2 separate regions of the Ovis aries genome follow, and region 1 is linked to region 2. A link is a contact called in public Hi-C data. All regions are on one chromosome and are shown on one strand. The core of a region is the stretch at or near the end of the contact, and the rest is flanking DNA. Distances in the headings are between cores, read along the strand shown. Region 1 holds the start of PPP1CB (protein phosphatase 1 catalytic subunit beta). Region 2 overlaps PLB1 (phospholipase B1).

Region 1 (6,449 bases), core at 67-2,566, 180 kb after region 2:
GCATCTCAGATCACACACTGAGGAGGAGTATATCACAACTGTTGACAGTGCAGACACTGGTGCTAGATGCCTGGGTTTGAATCCCAGATCTGCCACTGAATTGGGGCTAGGTACTTAACCATTCTGAGTTTCAATAAATCCCATCTACAAAGTAAAGATAATAATAGTACCTACCTCATAGGGCTAGTGTAAGGATTAAACAACACATGTTGTATAACATTTAAAACCGTGCCTGAGCACATACAGGGATCTCAAAAATGTTAGTTATTATTGGTGATATGAGAGTGGGGGGAGCACTGCCTTGAGCTTGAAACAGTATCTTAAGTTTCTGGACAAACACCTGAGGAATGATTAAAGACTTTGCCTCTGACCCACTTCTGAGAACAGGCCAAAAACTCTGGCTTATCTAGATCTTTTGCGTGGCTGCTCTTCCCCCTGCTTTTCTAGAGGCAGAATTATGTGATGGAAAGAAGAGAGGAGCAACCAAGCTTTCTGAGCCTCAGTGTTTCTTTGTCCCTCTCTTCTACATTACCAGATGTGGCAGGAGCTGAAAACACAAAGATAAACTGGGTTTACCGTGTAGCTCACAGTCGAGTGTAGGAGATAAATGCAAAATCACACGGTAGAATGATTAAGCCATATAATGAAAGTATTTTTCTTGTTGCTAAATGCACTGTGAAAAACAGCAGCCACAGAATTTAAGACGTATTTGAAAGAGATCTAAAGAAAGCAGACAGCGGAACTCATGTGAAATATTTTTATTGCTGACCCTCCCAAGGCCCTTTTCAATTTATTTCATCCACGTACACTTGGCAACCAACCTTGTGGAACCGCTGGATTATAAAACCCTTTATTTGCAAAGTCAAACTTTTCCAGTAGAAAAACCCCTTCTCGTTTTCCAAACGGACAAATCCAGCTTCAAACATGGGTAACAGCAGTCCACGTTTCCCGCTTACTGAAAACGAGGAATTGCTTGCCAAATCAGGGACTGAAACCAAGAAAAGAAAAGCGAGGCGGGAACAGCCACAACCGCGTCTGCGTAGCGCCGGGGCCCGGCCAGCTAGGAGGCGGGAAGGTCAACACTGCCTACGCGCGCTCTGCGTAATGGGAGCTTCCCCAGCCCAGCAAACCCTGGGAGCCTCCGGGGCGCCTGCGCAGCCGCTGAGATTCAGCGCAGTGGAACTGGCGAGGAAGGGCGACGCACCTGCGCGAAGCGGGCGGTGCGGCGCGGCGGCGGTGGCGGCGGGCGAACCGAGTCCAGTGCGATTGCGCGAGGGCAGGGGGTGGGTGAGGCGGGGCCGCGAGGCGAGTACGCCGTGCGCCTGCGCGGGGGGCTGCGTGGCGCGGTGGCGGGGCAGGGCGGTGTGGAGTGAGTGGCGCTGCGGGTGGGGCCGTCGGCGGCGCTGGTGAGCTTTGCGGAGTTGGGCGGTGCCGAGGAGGAGGAGGAGGAGGAGGTGGCGGCGGCGGCGGCTGGGTCTGACGCGGCCCGGTTCGTGGGGGGCTCCGCTTGTTTATTTATTTATTTATCGTGGGTGCCTCCGAGTGTGTGCGAGCTCCGCAGCTAGGTGGGGACGGGGTGGGGGGGAGGGCCTGGGGGAAGGGGGAGTTGGAGTTGGGGTCGAAACGCCGCGTGACTTGTAGGTGAGGGCACGCCGAGCGGTCGCCGCAGACTCCGCCGCCGAGAAGCCCTTGTTCCCGCTGCCGGGAAGGAGCGTCTGGTGCCGACAAGATGGCGGACGGGGAGCTGAACGTGGACAGCCTTATTACCCGACTGCTGGAGGGTGAGTCGGGGCCCGGCGGGCCGCGGGGAGGGGACGCTCTCCCTTACCCCTCCTGGTCCCTCGGGCGCTGGAGCCCGAGGGAACACCACCCCACCCCCTCCGCCGTCCGCTTCCCCGCTTTTCCCGCCCCGAGACGGCCGCCGAGGATGGGGGCGAAGAAGCTGGTGGGCCGGGGGAGCGGCCTCCGGGAGAGAGGCCGGCCGAGAGGGGCCGTCCCCGCGGGCGGGCAGTGCCCCGCGGACCTTCGGGGACCCGCACGGCGGCGCGCGGCCGGGGCGTGGGGTGACCCTTCCCAGAAGGAGTGGGCCGGGATGCGTGCTCCGATGCATTGTATGCCCGCGAATTGTGTGTTTCTCCTCTGTGCTCTTTGTGCCTTGCCCTTGGCTGCCTCCCGATTCTTGTTCTGGGAGTGAAAAAAATTTTTTTTTAAAATCCACCTGGGAAAACTGTTTGATCTGTTCAGCAAATTTTACATGATCCTACAGGACGAACTATTTAGGGAGAAGATAACACTAGCGTGAGTACCTCCCATGTCTAATTTAGCTTTAAAAAATAGTAAAACAGGTCTGACCGAGACGAAGAAGCACGCCAGAAATATGTAGACACACGTTTGCTGTAGGGATTAGTTTTCGAATTTGAGAATCTTAACAGGTTTGAGCAGGATTTGATTTCTGCACAAACTTAGGAGAGGTCGATTGTAAAGCCTCTGTTGTGTTTAAAGGGTCTTTGCAAGTCTTCGCAGCTTTTGAAGTTTCTGGGCCCTTCTGTTTTTATTGGATAGTTTTATGTTAGGGTTGGGGATTGAGGGATAAGGAAGAGATGGAGAGGCCAGGATATTATTCAAAGTCCATCGCGGTCTTCTGCCCGCGAATGCCTTTATCCCAACATTTGCGTCATCACTAACTGCTTTGTGAGTGAGTAGAAAAGAAATTGACCCATAAAAAAAAAAAAAAAAGATTTAGAGTCCTCTCTGTCAGAAACTGTGGCAGGATTACATAGACGTTGTTACTTGCTTTCGAATTTCCTGAAGATAATTATTTTTCACAGTGAAACAGTATGTGCTTACTGTGATGGAAAAGCATCACAGAAGATTGTATGGTTGGGGGGCGGAAGGGAGGGCGCTGGTTCCTTTTTTTGGCCGAAGTGTCGGTATCTCATCAGTTTCTGTGTATACCGGTTGTGTAGCAAACTACAGTAAATTTGCTGCAGATGTGAGTCTTCCAGCAGTGTGAGACTGAGTGTCTTTTAAGACTGAATAAGAAGCAAAGTTTTACCAGGAACTCTTATTTGCTTTTTCCTTTACTATTAAGTTATTCCTGGGAGGCCCCCTGGTGCCTGCAGTCAGTTTTCACTGTTTAAGACTTTGTGGATTTTAACAGATGTGAACATCTTGCTGGGTGTGAGACATTTGCTTTGAGGGGAAAATTTTTTTGTTGTTTAATTATTTGTTGTTCTGAGAGGGAAATGTAGCTGTTTAAAAATTTTAATATCTTGTTAACTTTGGGAGAAGTTTATGCTCATCATGAACTTGGCTTGTAAATTTATTTAAAAATATGATGCTTGTATCCAACTTCTTCATTTTTGTTTTCCATATACTTATTTATATACTTTATAGGCATAAGACAAGATAAACTTATGTATTTTTAAATGTTTGATGTGGGATGTCTTAAGTGAGATGATTTTATGATTATACATAATTAAGAAACTTCACTCACCGATTGTTCAAGGCTACTAGGAGAAAGATACGGTGGGGAAAATAGGCTAAGTGATTGTTTCTTTGAATTTGAATTACATCAGTGTTCGGTTCTGGTTTTTGATGATCGTTTTCCAGACATTTTCCCCTTTTAAATTAGCAAGAATTTACTGACCTGCTTTGTGCCAGTCACCAGGAATGCAAAGACAAGACACTGTCTCTTCATTCAGGGAATTCTCAATTTATACAAGTGATTTAATTCTCCAGGCCCCTTTCTCCTTTGCAAAATCTAGACCTGTCCAAAGACATCCAAAACAGACTTGGATTTTCTAGAAAGTAGTTACTTTTAGTATTGAAATAAATTTTTTTAGTCTCCAAATAAAAATCACTTGATTTTCAGTGACATTACATTTTAATTAAAAGTAACTCAAATTCAAGTGAGGTTGCTTAGCAGAATAGCTATAGTTAAATTTTTGGTTTGTCTTTAGTATTAAATGAAAGTACAGAACTTGATCAGCAATATTTAATCTCATTTTAAAATGTTGATTGTAGTTCCATAACATAGTCTCGATTATTTTTTTCTTTTTATTACATCAGATTACCAGTCAGCTATAATACTTTTAGTATACATTTTATGAGTTGGTTTGTGTTTACTTAGGTGGGCAAATCATGTGAATTTCTAAAGCACCATTTACATTTAATTTTTTGTTGTTGATATTATTTAATGCAAAACAGTATACTAATTTATTGTTTGGACAGTGCATATTCCTCCAATACATTTTCTTGATTAAGTTTTGCTTACTACAAAGCCAGAGATTCCTACCACTCTCGGCTGTAGTGACCCTGCTACTACATTGTTGTGGGTTTATCATCGTGCTTTTGACTGGCTGTTTAAATTGAAGCAAGTTTCTGTGAGTATCCTGGGAAATCCACTAAAAGCTTTTTTACTTTGATGAGCAGTTCCAAAAGGACTTAGGATGGCAGTGGGAGTATAGAGAAATCACCTGGGGAGCTTTATTCAGACTGTCAATATTGAGTTTACTTTGGAGGAGTTGAAATAGGATGAGTAGAATCTGCTTGTTTGGGAATCTGCTTCTGGGTGGTTCAGATTGTGCTAGCTTTGTTCCCAAATACAGACATGATCCAAGTGTTTAAAAACTGGGCTGTATCAGCTGATGATAACTAACATGTGCCCATTATATATATTATAGCATATATTTGATTATGTATTATGTATGTGTATCATGTACATTTAAAACTGTGAGTGTCTGGGATATGCTTTTCTGATTATAAAAATAAGCATTCTTATTCTTACAGGAAAGAATTTCTTATATGAACTGAAGAATTAAAACCAAAGTCCTCCCCATAATTCCATGATCCAGAGATAACTTGTTGAAATTTTGATGCATTTTTCTTTCAGATACTTTACATCTTTAGAATATTGTTTATGTAGCTTTATAAATTAATTTTTAAATGTTTTCTTGCATTTTTTTTTTACTTTGCTACAAAGCTAAACTTAGTATTACAAGATAAATTGTAGACTATTAGTATCATGTTAGTAGACTATTAGCAAAACTTAACAGAATATGATTGTGTTTATAGTTTTGGCCCACTGTTTATGAAAATCTTGGGATGTGTGTATTCTTGTTTTTAAATCTGTTTTTCACTTAATCACAACCTATCAGATGTCTAAATTTGTGAAACTGCTGTGATTATTTTTAGTTAAGCTGGAAGACTAAGCAAATAGGAAGTTTACGTCTTTTGTGTCCTTTTGAACGTCAAGAAAAGGAATGGATTTGAAAAATGAAGATTAATGAAACCATATTAAAGCCCCTCCTCCCCCCACCCCCTTTTTTTAAGCTTTATTGTTGTTTTTTTGGCTGTACCACACAGCTTGTGGAATATTAGTTCCCCAGCCAGGAATTGAATCCTGGTCCCCTGCAGTGAAAGCACTGGATCGCCAGGGAATTCCCAAGTCTCTCTTTTTTCCTTTTTAAATAATAGTTTTATTGAGATACAATTCATATACCATGCAATTTCACCTTTTGGATTGCATAATTGAGTGGTTTGTAGTATATTCACAGAGTTGTGCAACCCATCAGGCACCACCATCAACATTAGAAAGTTCTCCCCACCATTCTCAAACACATCCTTGTTCCCATTAGCTGACAAGTCCCTTTTCCCTTCACTCCTCTCCAGCACCAGGTTACCCCTAATCTACTTCCTGTGGATTCTGCCTGTTCTGGACATTTCATGTGAATGAAATAATGCGTTATGTGATCTCTTGTGATTGGCCTCTTTTTAATGTTTTGCAGGTTCATCTGTATTGAAGCATGTGTCAGTATTTCGTTCCTTTTATGGCTAAACTATTTCATTGTATGACTGTACTACGTTTTTATTTGTCCGTTTGTCACTTGATGGACATTTAAGTTGTTTCCTGCGTTGGGCTGTTGTGAAAAATACTGCTATGGATGTTTACGTACAAGTGTTTGTGTGGGCATATGTTTTCATTTCCCTTGGGTAATATAACTGGGAGTGGAATTCCTTTGTCAATGGGTAACTCTGTTTAACCTTTTGAGGAACTGCCAAACTGTTTAAAGCTTCTTTTCTGATTCAGTTGTTTAATTATGACCCAGCAGTCTAAAGATTAGGCAATTTGAAGGAAGTGCTAGTTGATCTTGGCAACCTCAGCTTCTGCAGGGCAAGTGTTGTGTGTAAACCCAAGGCCAGGTCTCTTGGAAAAAGCAGGTTGAGGAATAGGGGAGATAGGCTGAAGGTTGCTTTCTCTCCTCTTGCTTCTTTTTAGATGAAAAGCTGGAGAAGGCATAAAGATGGTTCATTGTTCGAGATTGAGCGATTAAATGGTTTTTAGTTCCTGGAACTGTTAGTTCCAGGTGAGGGAATTTTTGACAGTTTGAAAACATAGTCCAGAGTGTTATTATTGTATTTGAATACAGGGCTTTTCTGATAAATGT
Region 2 (6,180 bases), core at 114-2,613:
CTCATCTTTGATGCAGAGACGATAATACTGGCTTAGCGTTGTCACGAGGCTTACATGCTAAGTCGCCTCAGTCACGTACGACTTTGTGCGACCCCATGGACTGTAGCCCACCAGGCTCCTCTGTCCATGGATTCTCCAAGCAAGAATACTGGAGTGAATGCCAGGCCCTTCTCCAGGGTATCTCCCAACTCAGGGACCAAAACCACATCTCTTAAGTCTCCTGCATTGGCAGGCGGGTTCTTTACCACAAGTGCCCAGGTCACGAGGCTTAGAGAGAATTTAAATGCCTAGCACAGTGCCTGACAGAAAGGAAGGTAAAAATCATAGCTGGGATCACTACTGAAGGGCCTTCATTTAACAGACGAGAAGCATGGCTCAGAGAGGACAAGTAACCTGTCCAAGATTACACAGATGATAAAGGAGCAAAAAGTAGGGTAGATGGCTCCTGACCCCTAATCCAGCACCTCTCCTAATCATGTATATATATCTTGTGCATGCTGGCCCCGCTCCGCCTGTAATCAAATCCAGGCACCGCGGACTGTGGTGAGCACCACTACAGCTTCACCTTTGAAAGTCTGGCGCATGCCAACATGAGAGGGCAGGTGTGGTGTTTCCTCAGCCTGCAATCCATCATCTCTGGCACCAGCTTGGACCTGAGTGCTGAGTCCCTGGCCTCCTCCCTGATGATGCTCCGCAGAGTTAAACCCCACACCGTTTTGGGAACCTTTGAAATGTTCCCAGACGTACTTGGCAGAGAACGAGGAGATATGGAAAAGCAGGGAATCCAATCAACTTTGGAACGCTGTGTATTTTCATGCCTAGAAACCCATCCAACTTTGATTTGGAATTTTAGAAGTGGTTTGGAAGATGGAGAAGGCTCTCTAGAAGACACCCTTTAAAGACTTTCCCCAAGCCAAACAGGAAGAAAACCATGAGGGCAAACTTTTTTTTTTTCTTTTTAATGAAGGGGCCCACTTAATTCCCTTGCCTCGAGGTTAAAGCTCAAACTTAAAAAACAAATGTCAGCCCCGTCGGTTTAAACAAGTTTTTTATTTGGACATTCTGGTTTGTGGGGCAAGTAGAGAAAAGTTGCTGTGTTCTGGGTTTTGTTTTTTTTTTTTTTTTTTTTTCAGTTTTTCTATAGAAATAATGAGGAAAGGGAAAGACCCAAGCCCCTTGAGTGTTTCTCAGAAGGAGGAAGGTGTGTCTTGCTAGTGTCTGGGGTGTTTCAGCGTTGCTGGCAGTTTTAACCTTCATTTTCTTTTTTGTCCCCACGACGACGACGTAGTGTGGGCGGCGACCAGAACCTCAGCAGCGTCATCACCCTGCCCAGTGAGTACGCGCTCCCCCGGGGTTCGGGGCGGGCCCGCCGCAGCCCTGCGCGTTTCGGCAGCTCCCCCTGGCGGTGACCATGGGCTTAGCAGGGAACCGGGCTGCAGAAGACAGCCGTGTTCGGCAGGGGGCGCTGCTTCCCCAAGACGGTCTCCTCGCTCTGCTTCTTGAGAGTAATTAAAGCCTTGCAGATTTTTTCTTTTTTTAAAAAAAGAGAAATTGTATTTGTCTGAGGAAGGAAGAGAGTAAGAGAGAAAGAATGCTCCATCCAGCTCTTAGTGCAAGTTATTATTAAGCAGTGATTGAAGAAGGAAGGAAAGGAAACCCCTCTCTGCTTTGCCTGTCATTCTGACCAGAGTACATTTCTGGGAGGCGTTGGCTTAGGCTTGGACTGCGTTAGGCACCACTGCATACAAAGACGTTGAATTCCTGTGTGTCCGGTTTAGGGAAAGCTGCGATGGCAGCAGCAGAGGTGAAGTTACCTTGTTCAGGCCATGCAAACACAGCAATATTTGGGGCGCAGCATTTTCCTTAAATTGCTTCATCAACAACCTGTTTGGAACGATTTGTTTAAGCCTGACTACATTCTTTCAGTGGTGTTATCTTATTCATCTTTTCATTCTCCTTAGTGCATACACAGTGCTTGTTCTCAAAGCACTCATAAAATATGTGTTATTTTCCCTCAAAATCTTCTGGCTAACAATTTTGCCAGAGCGGAATTTAATCGGTCCCGTTCTCGTTTGCTTTTCTTGTAATTATCCCTTGGTAATATATCTTTAGCAGTTAAGAAATTAACTTTAGCAGTTTCAGCTCTAAAGTCAGACTTTGATGATAAAGATGGCTTGATTGCTACACAAGCAGAACTGGTTGGACTTCATGGGCTATCTGTTCTTGCTATTCGCAAATCCTGTTGAGTGTAAGTAGGTACGGTTCTGTGGCACAAGTACCCCTTGTCTTCTTTATTTTTAGGTCCACACAAAAGAGCTATGAATAAACTCCACTATTGCGAGGAGATGGTTGGCGTTGCTTTTGTGAATGTAATTGACTGGGCTGTGAGCTGGGCTAGTGTACACCACGCTTTGCTGGGCTCTCTGATTGCCATGCAGTTGTGGTCAATAACATGACTGGAAAGCATCCGATTCAAGGTCGTCCACTAAAATGATTCGTGGAAAAATTGAGAAAAAGTCACGCCTTAGGTGGATGCCCCTGACAAGCTTAGCTCAGCAGTGGAACATGGCCTATTCAGACTTCCTTACTAAAGCTGTGAAGACAGATTGATGGTAGGGACCAGATAATCTATGTGGAAATAATCGTATAGCCATGTGTTGGAAAACTTATGAAAACATAGGGTCAGAGCGGAAGCTCAATTCAACTCCCTCTTCAGTTTAATCCAGCAAATACTCCTGTGCTGGATGCTTGCGAAACAGGACAATTAGACAAGGCCCCTGCCCTGATGACATTACTAATGTCTGTTTAGGGCCATGTCTCCCTAAAGACAGACACGCATACCAATCATTATTGCCACGTACCAAGTTTAGGGGAAAGTAAATAAGAAAGTTGTTAACCTTGCCTTTTGAAAGCGGGGCTTTAAGCACTGGAATTCATCAGATAAGGAAAGGGAATGGAACGTTCTCGGCAGAGGCAACTGCATGCCCCAGCAAGCTCTCACCCTGCCCAGTGACTAGTGCCTTTCTGTGATATTCCTGATAATACCTAGGTCGCCAGAGATGGATTCTTCCAGTAATGAGGAGTCTAGGATAATCCCTTCCATTTTCAGCTAGCTCTCTAGTGATCTCACAATGCTTCCTTCTAATGAGTAGAAATCAGAGTAGCTATCATCCCTTCGTACAATGTCCCCAGAGCCACAGGGAATGAGTTCAGTCCCTCTGGGTTACACAGGCCCTGTAGCAGTGCTTGGTTGCAGAGAGCACCCTGCTGGATGGCATGGTGCCTGAAAGTCCGGACTGATACCTAGCCAGTTCTTTCCCACATCCGAGAAGATTGTAGGTCTGGAAAAAATACCCTGTGTTAGAGCTGCAAGACTAGGTTTCTAGCTTAGGATTCTATGCTTAGTAACTGTATGACTTTTAACAGTTTTCCTAGCCTTTCTGAACTTTGAGTTATTCTTCAATCCATAAACATTTATTGAGCACATGTGAGGCTCTGGGACCGCTGACCTTATGCTTCTGCTCTGACCCTGTGTTTTCACAAGTTTTCCAACACATGGCTATATGATTATTTCCACATAGATTATCTGGTCCCTACCATCAATCTGCTTGCAGGAGTTCTCAGCCAAGTTGTGGGCAGAATGCAAAATGAAAAGAGTGGACCCAGCATGGTAAAGGCATTAGAATGAGTGAGACTGAAAAGCTGAACAAAATTGGCAGCAGGTAGACTGGCCAGAGTAGATGGGGGAATAGAGCCTGAAAATCAGAAATGAAAAAGGAGATGCTATTACTGAAATAAAAAGGATTATGAGAGAATATTGTGAACAATTATATCCATACAATAGAATATTATTTGCCAATGAAAAGGAATGAAGTACTAATACATGCTAGAACAGAGATGGAAACTGATAACACACTAAGTGAAAGAAGCCAGTCACAAAAGACATTGTATTCTACGGTTCCATTCTTATGAGTGTCCGGAGTAAGCAAACCTATAGAGATGGAAAGGAGGTTAGTGGTTGCCATGGGGCTGGAAAGCTGAGTGCTGAAGAACTAATGCTTTTGAACTGCGGTGTTGGAAAAGATTCTTGAGAGTCCCTTGAACTGCAAGGAGATCAAATCAGTCCATCCTAAAGGAAATCAGTCCTGAATATTCATGGGAAGGACTGATGCTGAAACTGAAACTCCAGTACTTTGGCTACCTGGTGCCAAGAACAGACTCATTAGAAAAGACCTTGATGCTGGGAAAGATTGAAGGCAGGAGGATAAGGGGATGACAGCGGATGAGATGGTTGGATGGCATCACTGACTCAGTGGACATGAGTTTGAGCAAGCTCCAGGAGTTGGTGAAGTACAGAGAAGCCTGGCTTGCTGCAGTCTATGGGGTTGCAAAGAGTCGGGCATGACCGAGCTACTGAAATGAACTGATAGGGCTGGTAGAAATGGGGAGAGACGGCTAATTAATACCAAGGTTCTTTTTGGGGTGATGAAAATGTTCTAAAGTTTATAGGGGTGTGGTTGCACAACTGTATGAGTGTACTAAAAGCTATTGAATTGTACTTTGGTGAATTTTATGTTGTGTGAATTATATCTCAGCAAAGTGATTATATATTTAGAGAAAAAGCAAAGTGCCTGAGAGCAGTACCTGAGAGCAGTACCTGAGCCAGATCGGCACTTATTCAGCACCAATTCATTGAGCCCCTGTGTGTGCTGCCCACATGGCTCAGCATCGCCCTTCTGGACATTTTCTTTGGGGGCCGAGTGAACTGTAAGGGTGAGGGCTGTGGGGGGGGGCTCTGCTTTGTCACCAACACCCCTTGGCACTTATCAAAGGAATTCGAAGATGGCTTTAGGGTACTGACATCTCTTCCTTGTATTTACAGACATGCTCCGGGAATTCAACCCTTCCCTGAAGGGCTTCTCTGTTGGCAAGGGAACAGAAAGCAGTTCTGGGGCCTACCTAAACCAGGCTGTGGCGGGAGCCCGAGCTGAGTGAGAATCTTGGGGGTGAACCCCAAGGGTCCTATGGGGACCTGGTCGGGCCCTTGGCCTAGACCCCTGGTCTAGGGTGTATGGCTGAAGGCTGGGTGGTTTGGTCCAGGGGAAGGATCTGAGGGTCAAAGACAGCTGGGTGGGCTCTCTTGGGGGGTGTCCCTTGCTCTGGGGCACAAAAACCCACTAGCCCACCCCTAACCACATCCCCAGGAACTAGTCACAATTGGTTCTGATGCCAGGTACATGCTTTGATCAAATTGCTTTGCCTCATCCATATTTCTTCCAGAATAATCACAAACCTTACTTTACCATGTAGTTCCTAGGGATTCCTATGTTTTGGTTCCTAGATCCCCTGATATTCTCTCAACTCTCACCGCCACCCCGAGCTTGAGCCCCCATCCCCCCACACACCCTGAGCTTGAGCCCCCATCCCCACCCCGAGCTTGAGCCCCCATCCCCCCACACACCCCAAGCTTGAGCCCCCATTGTCACCCACACCCCGAGCTTGAGCCCCCATCCCCACCCACACCCTGAGCTTGAGCCCCCATCCCCACCCGAGTAACTTATTTATTCAGGACCGGAAAAGCAACAGATTATCCAGAACAGAGATCATACAAAACCTAATAGGCTTTATCATGAATTCTGTAACTTCCTCTTCCTTTTGGTGGGGGAGGGGTGAAAGGCTACCACTTTATGGCTTAAAAATTGAGGCTTACATTAATATTACCTAATCTTGCTTTTTTCCAAGTATATGTCAACTGATGGCATAAGAAGAGAGGCAGTTCTCAGAATGACTAGATGAGGAAGCCATCTAAGAATGAAGCCTGAGCTGAAAGCATGGAAGTAACCAGAGCAGAGAGTGATTCATATGGCCCTGGATTTCTTCCCTGCTTTCCCCCAGGCCCCAGGGCTCTTCCACGTGAGAAATCTGTGTATCCAAGCACGTCCTGTGTTGTAGGGGAGAGTTAGGGACTATTATCCCAGATTATTGTTATTACAGATGAAGACACTGTAGCACCAAGAGATGGAGTGGCCTGGACAAATGTATTATCTCAGCCACACGGTCTCTCGTCTTTATGCCTCACAGGCTTTATCTCAAGTTCCGATAACAACCTGTCCTACTAGACAACAGTTGCAGTTTAGAAAGTACCTTTGTTATCTCTCATATATCCTGTGTAGTAACTGT

Evidence for each region. A called contact is a pair of places that touch in the nucleus more often than the background predicts.
Region 1: a Hi-C map of hypothalamus shows a contact between it and region 2, with 4 times the contacts expected there. The contact joins the promoter of PPP1CB here to the enhancer-like site in region 2. A contact is called at or near these places in 8 of 16 Hi-C or Micro-C datasets (hypothalamus, liver, mesenteric adipose tissue and 5 more).

The regions. Positions count from the first base shown.
Region 1 is chr3:35,686,670-35,693,118 of ARS-UI_Ramb_v3.0, forward strand. PPP1CB (protein phosphatase 1 catalytic subunit beta) reads left to right here and starts at 1,317. Exons shown (of 9, transcript XM_060413837.1): 1 at 1,317-1,542; 2 at 1,642-1,781. The coding sequence starts at 1,730.
Region 2 is chr3:35,509,633-35,515,812 of ARS-UI_Ramb_v3.0, forward strand. It overlaps PLB1 (phospholipase B1), which reads left to right. Exons shown (of 59, transcript XM_042245932.2): 21 at 1,289-1,332; 22 at 4,883-4,991. Among named protein-coding and RNA genes, the nearest start is that of PLB1, 73 kb to the left of the region's middle. Within about 2 kb of position 1,364, at least 15 of the 54 cell types and tissues checked have an H3K27ac peak or open chromatin away from gene starts, as enhancers often do. A contact at or near this core is called in hypothalamus and liver, where this site is marked.